Regions from separate parts of the Zea mays genome. Here region 1 is linked to region 2. A link is a contact called in public Hi-C data. All regions are on one chromosome and are shown on one strand. The core of a region is the stretch at or near the end of the contact, and the rest is flanking DNA. Distances in the headings are between cores, read along the strand shown.

Region 1 (5,886 bases), core at 2,325-4,824, 180 kb before region 2:
GGTCTTGTGTTTTTGTTAGTTGTGTGAGAGTTCGTTTTGTTGTTAAGAGAGCTTTTTGTTAGACAACTTATTTCCTTCCATGTTTAGGAGGTTTCCTTCCCTATTAGGTGTTGGCTGATTGCCCCTAATTAGGTGATACCCTTCCCTATCAGGCGTTGGTTGATTGCCCCTGATTAGGTGCTAATGGTTGATTCTTTCCTATATGGTTGTTTCCTATTTAGTGTGAGATCTCCCTGATTGACTCCCTGATCATTGTTTCTATAAATCAGGTGGAACACAATCTGGTAGAGGTCTATATATTGTTATCCTGCTACTCAATGCAATACAACACACAATATTCCACGCTATCATGGTATCACGAGATAGTCACAATCCTATGACCTATCGCTTTCGCTAACCTCTTCGCTGCCTGTGCCACGCCACCATGGCCTCTGCCGAGCCTCCGCCCATCGCCGACGTCGCGCAGGAGACAGCTCACCAGGCCCTGGTCGCCGTCGCCGATGATGTAGCCAAGGCAGTCGTCGTCGCCTAAGATCAGGTCTGTGCCGCTTAGGACGCCCTCACCAGGGAACGCCAGGCTGCCTTCGACCTTGAGCGCACTGCGGCCATCGCCCACAACGCCGCCTTCCCACCACCCCAGGGTGGCATCTCAAACGACACTGGTGCTGTTGAAGACCCTGACTATGAGACCGCCCTCATCGCCAACCTTCACGCGCCCTTGTGCCCGTGGTTATGGATCCCCTTTCTCCCCACTACAATTGATGGCGCGATCTCGTTCTACTCGCCCTCGAGCGGAACGCCCTCACCAACCATGTCCTCTCCGACACCTACCCCGCCATGCCATCCTGGCGACGCATGAATGTCGTCGTGTTGTCCTGGGTTCTAGGCACACTCTCCCTAGAGTTGATGGAGTCTGCCCGCACCTCGGGTGGCACTGGCGGCACTGCGCGCCGCGCCTGACTGGTCATCGAGGAGCAATTCCTCAGCAATCGTGAAGCTCGCGCACTTCGTGGCCCATGCACAAGAAATGTCCCGGAGGTTAATTTGCTTGCCGACAACCTACGTTCTTATTGTGGCAACCCAAACTAGGTGGTCCATGTACCGATTGGCATCACACGTCAAGGACATAATTAGGGCGCCATAAAAACCACACTAGAGAGGCACTCCAACAAGCCATGGTTGCATTATATTTGTTCTTCGTGAACTTCACATGGGGAATGAGCACAAAATCCCCTCATAATCCCTCATAATGATGATTGGAGCCAATGGCATTCTCCAAAAGTTGTTCAATAATCCTCCGTTATGTCCAAGTCATCCAGGTGGCGGCAAGCCGACAACCACAAAAAATAACAAGAAACTTGTAGCTCAATATGATCACTAATGCCAATAGATACAACAATTTAATGCAAATCACTAGAGATCACTCTCAATCTCACTTTGAACGAATCAATATCACTAGAGATGAGAGTGAGATGTTTTTTAGGATTACTAGGTGTACCTCAAGTTGGAAAGCCAAGATGTTAACCCCAAGCCTAACCAAGCTCTATTTATAAGGTCCCAAAAGGCAACTGGCCGTTGGTACCTTCACTATGTAGAAATTAGGGTCGTCGGGCCATTCAACACCCACCGTCGGACCATGTCGCACCGGTCCGATGCTCTTAGAGCTTGCCACATGTACTAGCCATTTCAATGTTATTGTTGCCGTGCCAACCACTATGGAGTTGTATGGTTCGACACCCATAGTCCAACGATAGTTAGATCATCGTTGGCCTGGGTCTGACGCCCTGCTGTAAATGACCAAAGAGTATCCATCAGCATCAGACTGGTCCGACGGTCCTTGTCGGGCCAATGCTCAGGGTTCGACGATACTAAATGAAGTTTCCTACGTGGCTAACAGTGGGACCACTCATGTAAATAGTGCATCGTCCCGTCCAGTACAACCGTGTTTGCAACCATCGTACCATCGCATCAGAGTCCAACGCTCTCCCAAAAACAACCAAAGAGCTATGGGGAGAGTCGGACTGGTCTGACGTCCATCATCGAACCAATGCTCAGGATGTGACGATCGCTGTGATCGTGAAGTTAGGGTTAGCCATAGGGCTAACTCTGTGCCGGTCCAACACTCTGTCTGTTAGAGTCCGACGCCTATTAGAGGTGCACACGAACCCTTTCTCTGGACCATGTCATTCATGTAAGTCTACATATAGGATGGTACAAGGTACAGAGCCCTCATGCATAGATCTATACCATAATACCAACACTTCATCGGATTTCGCTCATATGTGAGCCACCGACACTAGATCTGTCCTTTAATTGCAACATATATCATTCATGTAAGTCTACATATAGGATGGTACCAGGTACAAAGCCCTCATGCTTAGATCTATACCATAATACCAACTAGATTTGTCCTTTAATTGCAACATATGTCATTCCTGTGAGTCTACATATAGGATGGTACCAGGCACAGAGCCTCAAGCTTAGATCTATACCATAATACAAAAGCTATGCGCACGATCAAGAGAATATTCCCATTTCCCACCTGGAGTAATTTGGATAGCAGTGTATTGCAACATATGTCATTACTGTAAGTCTACATATAGCATGGTACCAGGTACGCAGCCCTCATGCTTAGATCTAAACCATAATACCAAAGCTATGCAACGATCAAGAGAATATTCCCATCTCCCACCTGGAGTAATTTGGATAGCAGTGTCACTCAATCAGAGCACCGACGATGAGTGGACAGTGCAAGGATTCAGAGCAAAGATGTTAATGGCTTAACGCACACATATACACAGTTCCTCGCCCACCAAATGATCGCAACACCGAGGCACTCGGCGCTCCAATAGGTATAGGAGCATTCGCGTGATTCCTACTATTAAAATCCAAATCTCGCGCGCGGCGCCGGACCTTGCTTGGAGGCAATACCTGCTCGAAATCTAATCCTAAGATCTGAACTAGTAACAATTAACAAAGTTTCTGATCCTACACATATGACTACCATCCCACTACGTAGATCTAAACTTCACAGCACGCGGCGGGGGCGCCCGCGAGATCTGGAGTGGTTCATGGCCCAGACGGTCAGACGGAGGGAGGCAGGGGCCGTGAGTAGAGTGTACCTTGCGCTTGATCTCGTGGATGGGGCTCCCGGCGTCCTCGACATCGGGCACGAAGGACGCTGGCACGCGGCCCGGGTCGCGCGATACGGCGACGGCGTAGGTAGCGACGCAGGCGGCGGCGAGCGCGCTGAAGACCGCGGCGTTGGCGAGCCCGGTCGCCGAGGAGAGCCCCAGCCACGCGGGGATCGCCAGGAACACCGTGGTGTAGTAGACATAGCCGATCGCGGCGAGCACCGAGAGTATGGGCACCGTGATGTACCCCGGGCGCCCCATCCGAGCCGCCGCCTAGTGCTCCTCTTCCGCCCGGACGGAGCGGCAGAGCATTCCGGGGAAAAGGAATCCCCCGCGGCGTCGGCGGCCGGGAGAGGAGCTCGCCCGTCTCGCGCGACGGTAGGCAGCGGCACAGGCACAGAGCGAATTGGCTTGCTTTGTACTCCAGTTAGCTCGCTTGCTGCTGCGCTGTGGTGTTTGCGTTGGCGCGATGAGAAAAGTGCGCGGGGTGGGTGAGGTGATCGCCGTGGCAGCAATGGGTTGAGTGCGGTGAGCTGGGGTTGGTAGCCCGTGGACGTCTGAGCGCGTGGTGCCGTGCCGTGGCCGTGGCGCCGTGCGTCGTTGATGCGGTTGCGGCAGGGAGCCAGGCAGCCAGGCAGGGACGTCTCAACTTGCATCGACGCGACGGCTGCGGCCAAGACAGCAAGAGGGGGAGATGATATGTCGTCATATACCATAATATATAAAAAGTTATTTAAATATATAGGAGTTGTTAGGTTCTAGCATCTAGCCTACTAAATTTTAGGCTCTTTTTGAGAGCTTCATAAGAATTTCAAGTCTATTTCAGCTATCAAACAAGTCTAGCTCCACGAGCTCTAACTTCAAAAAACTAAAACTAGAGACCAGTTTTATGAAATTTTCGAAACTCCTCAAAATGTACTTCAAAAACACCTTTTGAAGATCATCATTTTTCTCGTACGAGAAAAACATCTTTTTTCTCTAGTCGTATGGTTAGTGCATCCGCTATCCATTATCCAATTTTTTCCGTCGAATGCATAAACCTACAACACAGATTTATGCCTTGTTCTCGTGTACCCAAACGGTATTGGGTCCTTTCATGTTAGAAACAAGCACCTTAGATATCCAGACACAAGTTTTTGAACTCTTGTGCCTACCCCCAGCATATTTGGCAACTACTCTGCCAGATTTATTAGTAAAAACATAAGATGCATCAAAAGTCTTAAACGACAGTTTTGGCTCAGTAGATGCATCAACAACTTTCTTTTTAGGCATTTTTGCAGTTTTAGCATGAGAAGTAGAATGCGGCTAGGTGTTTCATTTGCATAAATATAAGCATGATGATGTGCATGAGCATTTCTAGCATATGATTTTCTAGGAATCTTATGAGCATGATAGTTCTCATAATATAAAATGTAATCTTCCCTATCATGCACCATAGGAACCTTGTCCTTCGCAAATTGAGGAATTTTGTTTGTTTTGCTCCTAGGTTGAAAGCCAACACCATCCTTAGTGCCAGAGCGTCTCCCATTATAAAGCATTCTACGAGCAAATTTAAATTTCTAATTTTCAAGCTCACACTCGGCAATTTTAGCATCTAACTTTGCTATGTGATCATTTTGGTCTTTAATTAAAGCAAGGTGGTCATTAATAGCATCAACATCAACATCTCTATATCTATTATAAATAGTAACATGCTCAGGTAGATGTAGGAACAAGGCAAGCATTCAATTCTTCAATCTTAGCAATCAAATTAACATTATCAGATTTAAGACAAGAAATTGAATTGTTGCAAGTTTTTAGCTTGTTGCTTCACAAAATTCTCATTTTCCTTAACGAGTAGATCCAGGGGCGGATCTACACCCCGGGCCACCCGAGCCGTGGCCCGGGGCTTGATCCATGTAACTCTATTTAAGTCTCTATTTAATACGGTATAAAATAGTTAAGATAAAATTAAGAGAATGAAATTTAGTAGATTTGGCCCGGGTCATAGAAAAATTCTGGATCCGCCCCTGAGTAGATCATCTTGTATTCTAAGAGTTCATCCTACTCGTTAATAAATTTCACTAATTCATTGATTTTCTCAATTAACTTGAAGCTAAGGCCTTTAAAGAGCAAAGACAAGTTTTTCTTCATTTTCACTAGAATCACTCTCATCATCGGAAGTAGTATAATTGAGGGTGCTTCTAGGTTGTACCTTTCTTTTGTCCTCTTTGCCATGAGGCACTTATGGCTGACTTTGGAGAAGAGAAGACCATTATTGACGGCGATGTTGGCGGCGTCCTCGTCAGAGGAGTAGTCGATGGGGCTCTCATCAGAGTCCCATGCGCCTCGCCGCCCTTCTTCTTGTGGTAGAATTTCTTCTTCTCTATATTCTTCTTTTCTTTCTTGTCATCGTCCCTGTCACTATCACTAGCATATGGACATTTTGCAATATAGTGACATGACTTACCACATCGATAGCAAACCCTCTTGGAATGAGGTTTATAGTCCTTCCCCTTTAATTGATTGAAGATTTGCCAGAAGCTCTTGATAATGAGGGCCATCTCCCTATTGTCAAGCTTGGACGTATTTGTCGGTGGGAAAATCCTCCGGTCGGGTGGCGGAATGCACCCGCCCTAATCCTAAGATGAGGAGGAGGCCTAAGCGCTTGTCTGATTGATGAATTTTGGATGAACACAAGAACACTCGAGGGTTTATAGTGGTTCAGGCCGCTGGAGCGTAATACCCTACATCCACTGTCCGTAAGTTGTAT
Region 2 (5,121 bases), core at 32-2,531:
GCTAATCAGCAACCGAGCCAAAAGATGCAAAATGGGTACTGGTACACTCCACGAACCCTACGGAGTACAGTACGTAGTAGCATCAGCTTAGGTCCATCTCAAATCTCATCGGGACGGGACGGTCGACGGATCGATGCAGCAAGGTCGTCAATGACATGTGATGCACGCGCAATTCTTCCTGGATTGTTCTACTAGCAATCGGGCCCCTGGCTGGGTAGGTGGAGTAGTAGTATTGCTGCTAGTTGAATGAAGTCGATGATGAGTGGACAGTGGAGTCATGGACCATCCATGCCCGGCCGCATGACTAGCTACATCACAGGCTCCTTGCGCGAACCTACGTACGTCAAGTCGTCAACGCATGCGGATGGGCGGAAGGACCAAGGGGCGAGGGCGGTACAGTACAGGGATCTACTTGCACGCGGTAATTGGGAGTCGCTGTCGCGAGGCCATGCCGCCATGGCTGTATCTGGCCGGTGGCGCTGGTCCAGGGGATTCCCAGCAAAAGGATTTCGAGGAACTACATTAGAATCTTGTTCGATTGAGCCCTTTTCAGAAGATGCATGTGGAATGAAGGATAGTATTTTTTTATATATTCTAATATTTGTCAAAGCAGAAGGCGAGCTGCTTGGTAGTAGTAGAGTCCAGCCGTCCAAGTTGCCGGGTAACAGGCCTGCAGGGTGCTCAACAAAACCGCCCATGCATGACTTCTGGCACCGCCGAGCACCGACCGTCGCCCGTGCCCCATGCCGGCGCCGGCTCCACAGACCACAGCGGCTATTGGGAGGACGACACGATCGGACTCCGTAATAACTGACATCGAATCATCAATCATAACCAACGAAACGCTCCGAAATGATGATACTGCGCTGACGAGCTACGCGTCGTCACGAGACACAAATAATTCGATGGAGATAGGCCCATCAGCAGCAGTTCAGCACGGTACAGGGATACCGGCGAACAGGAGATACAGTGAGATGCATGCGCTGTTCTTTCAGGACTATTCTAGCTTTTCGCTGGGGAGTTGGGACCCTGGCTGTGGAGGATGGGTTTGGGTAGGTGGCCTGGGGGCACAGTTGTAGTGCTGCACAGCCGGGCACTTGTGCTACTGCTGCTACTCGACGATGCATGCCGTCATCATGGACCATCCATCCAAATCCGTGTTCCGTGCCGCGCCATGGTCCATGTCAAAGGACGTGGATGGGCGGGTGGGCGGTGCAGGTGCAGGTGCAGGTGCAGGTGCAGGTGCAGTGCTGGATCAGCTCGATCTATGCCTGTGTGCACAGCTGGTTGTCACTCTCGCGAGTCCATGGGGGTAGCCGGGTAGGGGTAGCTGCCGCGCATGCTGCACAGTGCGGCGGGAGATCATTCATGCAGGGCATGCGCTGCGCAGTTGCGCGTAGCTGTCGTGGTGGAAGCAGCAGCGGCTGCTGCCCGGCCGGGACCGGCTCACCGGCCTCTGCGTGAGCGAGCGCACACCAGATCATCTCTGTACCGCACTGCCTGGGCCGGGGGCTTAATTTGGTGCCAGTCGTGGGACCTTCCGCCGTTATGATGGTGCGACGTGGCCTGAACGGCAGAGATCCTGATGGCTTGGACACAGGGGAGTTAGGTATGGCTAGGTTAGGGGTGAACGAGCCGATCCTCTCGGCTAGCCGCGGCTAGGTTAAAAATCGAGCCGAGCTCAACTCGACTCGTTTACGCAGAGTCCAAAAGTAGGTTTTACTCGTGAGCCGGCTCGTCGAGACAACAAATTTGACCATAAACACGAACTCGCTCTTTAAATTATAATATAAAATCTACAAAATAATTGAGTAAACATATTTTAAATTAGTAAAATAAATATATTAATAATATAATACAGAAATCATATTAATTTTCTATTTTAATATAAAATCCTAAAATAATTTAAGTAACATGTTTTAAATTAGTAAAATAAATACATTAACAATATAATTTAGAAAAAGATTAATTTTATACACTAATGTCAAGTAATATAAACTAAGTGTCTATTTTGGTACAAACACTATATGTGAATTAGAATCGTATGTAATAAATAATTAGGTAGGTGCCCGTGCGTTGCAACGGGAACATATAATACTACGATAACTTATATATAAAATATGTGTTATACTGTGTGTGTCCCTCGTTCTCTCTCAACGAGAGTACACTCTCGATATTCTGGAGCACGTTGGCATGACTGCGTGCAAGCCTTGTATTACCCCGGTGAACACTCAGGCCAAGCTCTCCTCCGATGGCTCACCAGTTCCAGAGTCGACGTTGTACCGCAACCTAGTCGGTGCCTTGCAGTATCTCACCTTCACCCGTCCGAACATAAATCTCCTTCTTGGTCAAGCGCTTGCCGCTGGCATCTCCATCGCCACAGCCCTCGTCATCGGCGGTCGCGGCTAGGGCCGCAAGGTAGCGGTAGTTGGCGGGGAGCTTGGCGGCCCAGACGCAGTCCGCCGAGGCTACGCCGTGGAAGGCGCTGTTAAGGAGGGCCACCTGGCAGATCTCCGGCTGGTCGAGGTAGAGGAGTACCATCGCCGCGACCGCACCGCCACTGCCATTAGACTAGAGTACCAGAGCACCACCTCCACCTCCCCCCGCACCACCTGCTGCCACACTCCACCGACCGCACCCCCACCCCGATCCGGCCACCCCGTCACCCGCCGCCGCTGTCCCCACCACAACACACCCCGGTCTGTCCCATCCCCTCCCCGATGTCCACCATGTCCGTACAACCTCCCTGCCCGCACCTCGCCGTGCACCGTCTGTCCTCACGCCCATTGTGCTTCCTCCGTCGCTGCCTGCTCGTGCGCCCGCTCGGCCGCCCAGAGATCCGGCCCACCTGTTTTGGATGGGAACCTGGACATCTAAACTACTATCCGTAGCTCTAAAGCTCCTTTCACCAACCAATATTTGGGGCTGCAGGTGAAGGCACTCGATCACCCTCTCATCTCTCTTTGTCTTCTCTATTGGAGAGAGAGAGAGGCTAATTAAGAGTAGATGGCAGCATCTAGCTTGGTTAGATTAATTCAGATGCGTCTCTCTCTCTTTCAGTCTCCAATGGGCAGGTGACTCGTAGTAATAACTTGTTGTTCCCGGCCGGCCCTTTGGTTGTGACCTCCAACCTGTCACTTCCTCCAAACTTGTTCTCTAGTGCTTTTCTAAACTAAGAATTCATACTGTATTTAGTGACGAAAAATGTGCGGCTGTTTCTTTGTGGAGCTAATTTCTTTATTGTTATAAAATGCATTTTCTTTCGCGTCGTGCATGCAGTGCGTGGTCCGGCTTGATGATGTCGTCAGGAAACCTCATCTTCATTCCTATATTTTGATTTAAAATTTATTTTGATTTCTCATACTAATCCTACAAACGACAAACCTAGCTAGAACATTAGTCGTGTAGTAGCTAGCTAGTAAATAAAGGTTATTATTTAAAACACAAGCAAGGGTTCACCATGCACCCATATTGCACAAACAAAAACACACACATATATGCATAGATGGTAATCAATCAAGAAGGGAACATTTTTACTGTAGCAACAAGTAGCAACAACTACATCTTCTACTGAAAAGAAGGATCGACTTTTCATTTGACAACATGAACTGTAAGACATTTTTTTAGAAATTGAAAAACAGTTGCATAATCACCATAGCACGATCATGAATCTGCTGTCTAACCAAGAGCATTTATTTTGGTCCCAAATAAAAAAATAGCGTGATTAAAGAGGTCAGGTACCTTGAGGCTGCCACAGCAGGCGCAGGGGGCCTCCATGCAGGTGTCCCAGTCCTCCTGGCAAATCCTGCACGCCACTACCTTCGTCGCCGAGCCGCCGCCTAACCGCGATGGCAGTACTCGACGTCCACTATCTCCTGACGCAGATCGACCATATGCTTCCCACTACCGATCGCCGCCTCCAGCGTCGACTCTGTCAGCAGCCGGTCCACGATCAACGCGAGATGGTCGCCCATCAGTCCTGCGAGCACGTGATCCATGGTTCAGTTCACGGAAACAATGCCACCATCCTCGCGAATTGCAGACACTCGATGCAGAAAAGCAATCAAACGCAATCACAACTGACATATTGAAAATGTGTTTGAAACATAGGTAAGAATAACCAGAGGCAGACCAAGAAGCCAAACCCAATGAACGAGGAGCACGCGGTTGCATGCAATGGGGATCCAAATGTCCAAGGAAACCGGGCAACTGCTCCCTTATGATATAGGAACTGACTGACAGAAACTAACCGGAACCGCTTGTTGGAGATAATAATAATAATGCATTTTTAAAAATATATATACCAAACTGATAACCACAAGAAATGGGGATCAGATTAGTGGAATTATAGCCGCTGTGCCGAGAGAGGCCAAGGCTGTGAGATGTGGATCGAAACCGGCAAGTGTACCAAGAACAGGTAAAACCTCCATGCTCGGAGCACGGCAACATATGGTGGACGAATAAAAAGCTGCCACTTTTCTGTGGGAGGAGAACGAATTGATGAGAGTTGGTGGTTGCTAAACGTGAGAGCACCTAGAGGGGGGGTGAATAGGTGATCCTGTAAATCTTAAAAACTTAAGCCACAAAACTTTGATTAAGTGTTAGCACAGTTAATGCCAAGTGGCTAGAGCGAAGATCTTGCACAATATGATAATCACAAGAAGATCAACACAGAGAGGACACGGTGATTTATCCTGTGGTTCGGCCAAGTACAAAACTTGCCTACTCCACGTTGTGGCGTCCCAACGGACGAGAGTTGCACTCAACTCCTCTCAAGTGATCCAATGATCAACTTGAATACCACAGTGTTATGCTTTTCTTCTCAATATCCCGTTTGCGAGGAATCTCCACAACTTGGAGCCTCCCGCCCTTACACTTGAGATTCACAAAGAAATACGGAGTAAGGAATGAACAAGCAACGCACACAAGACTCAAAATCAGAGCAACAGCACGCACACAAGTCGCAACAAGAGCTCGCAACACAACTCAATGAGTTCACAACTCAACAAGAGCTCTAGATGCTATCACAATGAACCAAATGCGTGGAATCGATGTCTTGGTGCTTAGGAATGTTGTAGGAATGCTTGATATCTCCCTCCATGCGCCTAGGGGTCCCTTTTA

Evidence for each region. Hi-C and Micro-C count contacts between places; a contact is called where the count stands out from the background.
Region 1: a Hi-C map of leaf shows a contact between it and region 2, with 6 times the contacts expected there. The contact joins the promoter of LOC100273154 here to the enhancer-like site in region 2. A contact is called at or near these places in 5 of 25 Hi-C or Micro-C datasets (bundle sheath, endosperm and leaf).

What each region holds. Positions count from the first base shown.
Region 1 is chr3:185,575,209-185,581,094 of Zm-B73-REFERENCE-NAM-5.0, reverse strand. It overlaps LOC100273154 (putative protein S-acyltransferase 16), which reads right to left and starts at 3,574. Exons shown (of 6, transcript NM_001147600.1): 1 at 3,123-3,574. The coding sequence starts at 3,395.
Region 2 is chr3:185,396,866-185,401,986 of Zm-B73-REFERENCE-NAM-5.0, reverse strand. No RefSeq gene overlaps it. Among protein-coding and RNA genes, the nearest start is that of TRNAK-UUU, 5.9 kb to the left of the region's middle. Within about 2 kb of position 1,281, at least 19 of the 20 cell types and tissues checked have an H3K27ac peak or open chromatin away from gene starts, as enhancers often do. A contact at or near this core is called in bundle sheath, endosperm and leaf, where this site is marked.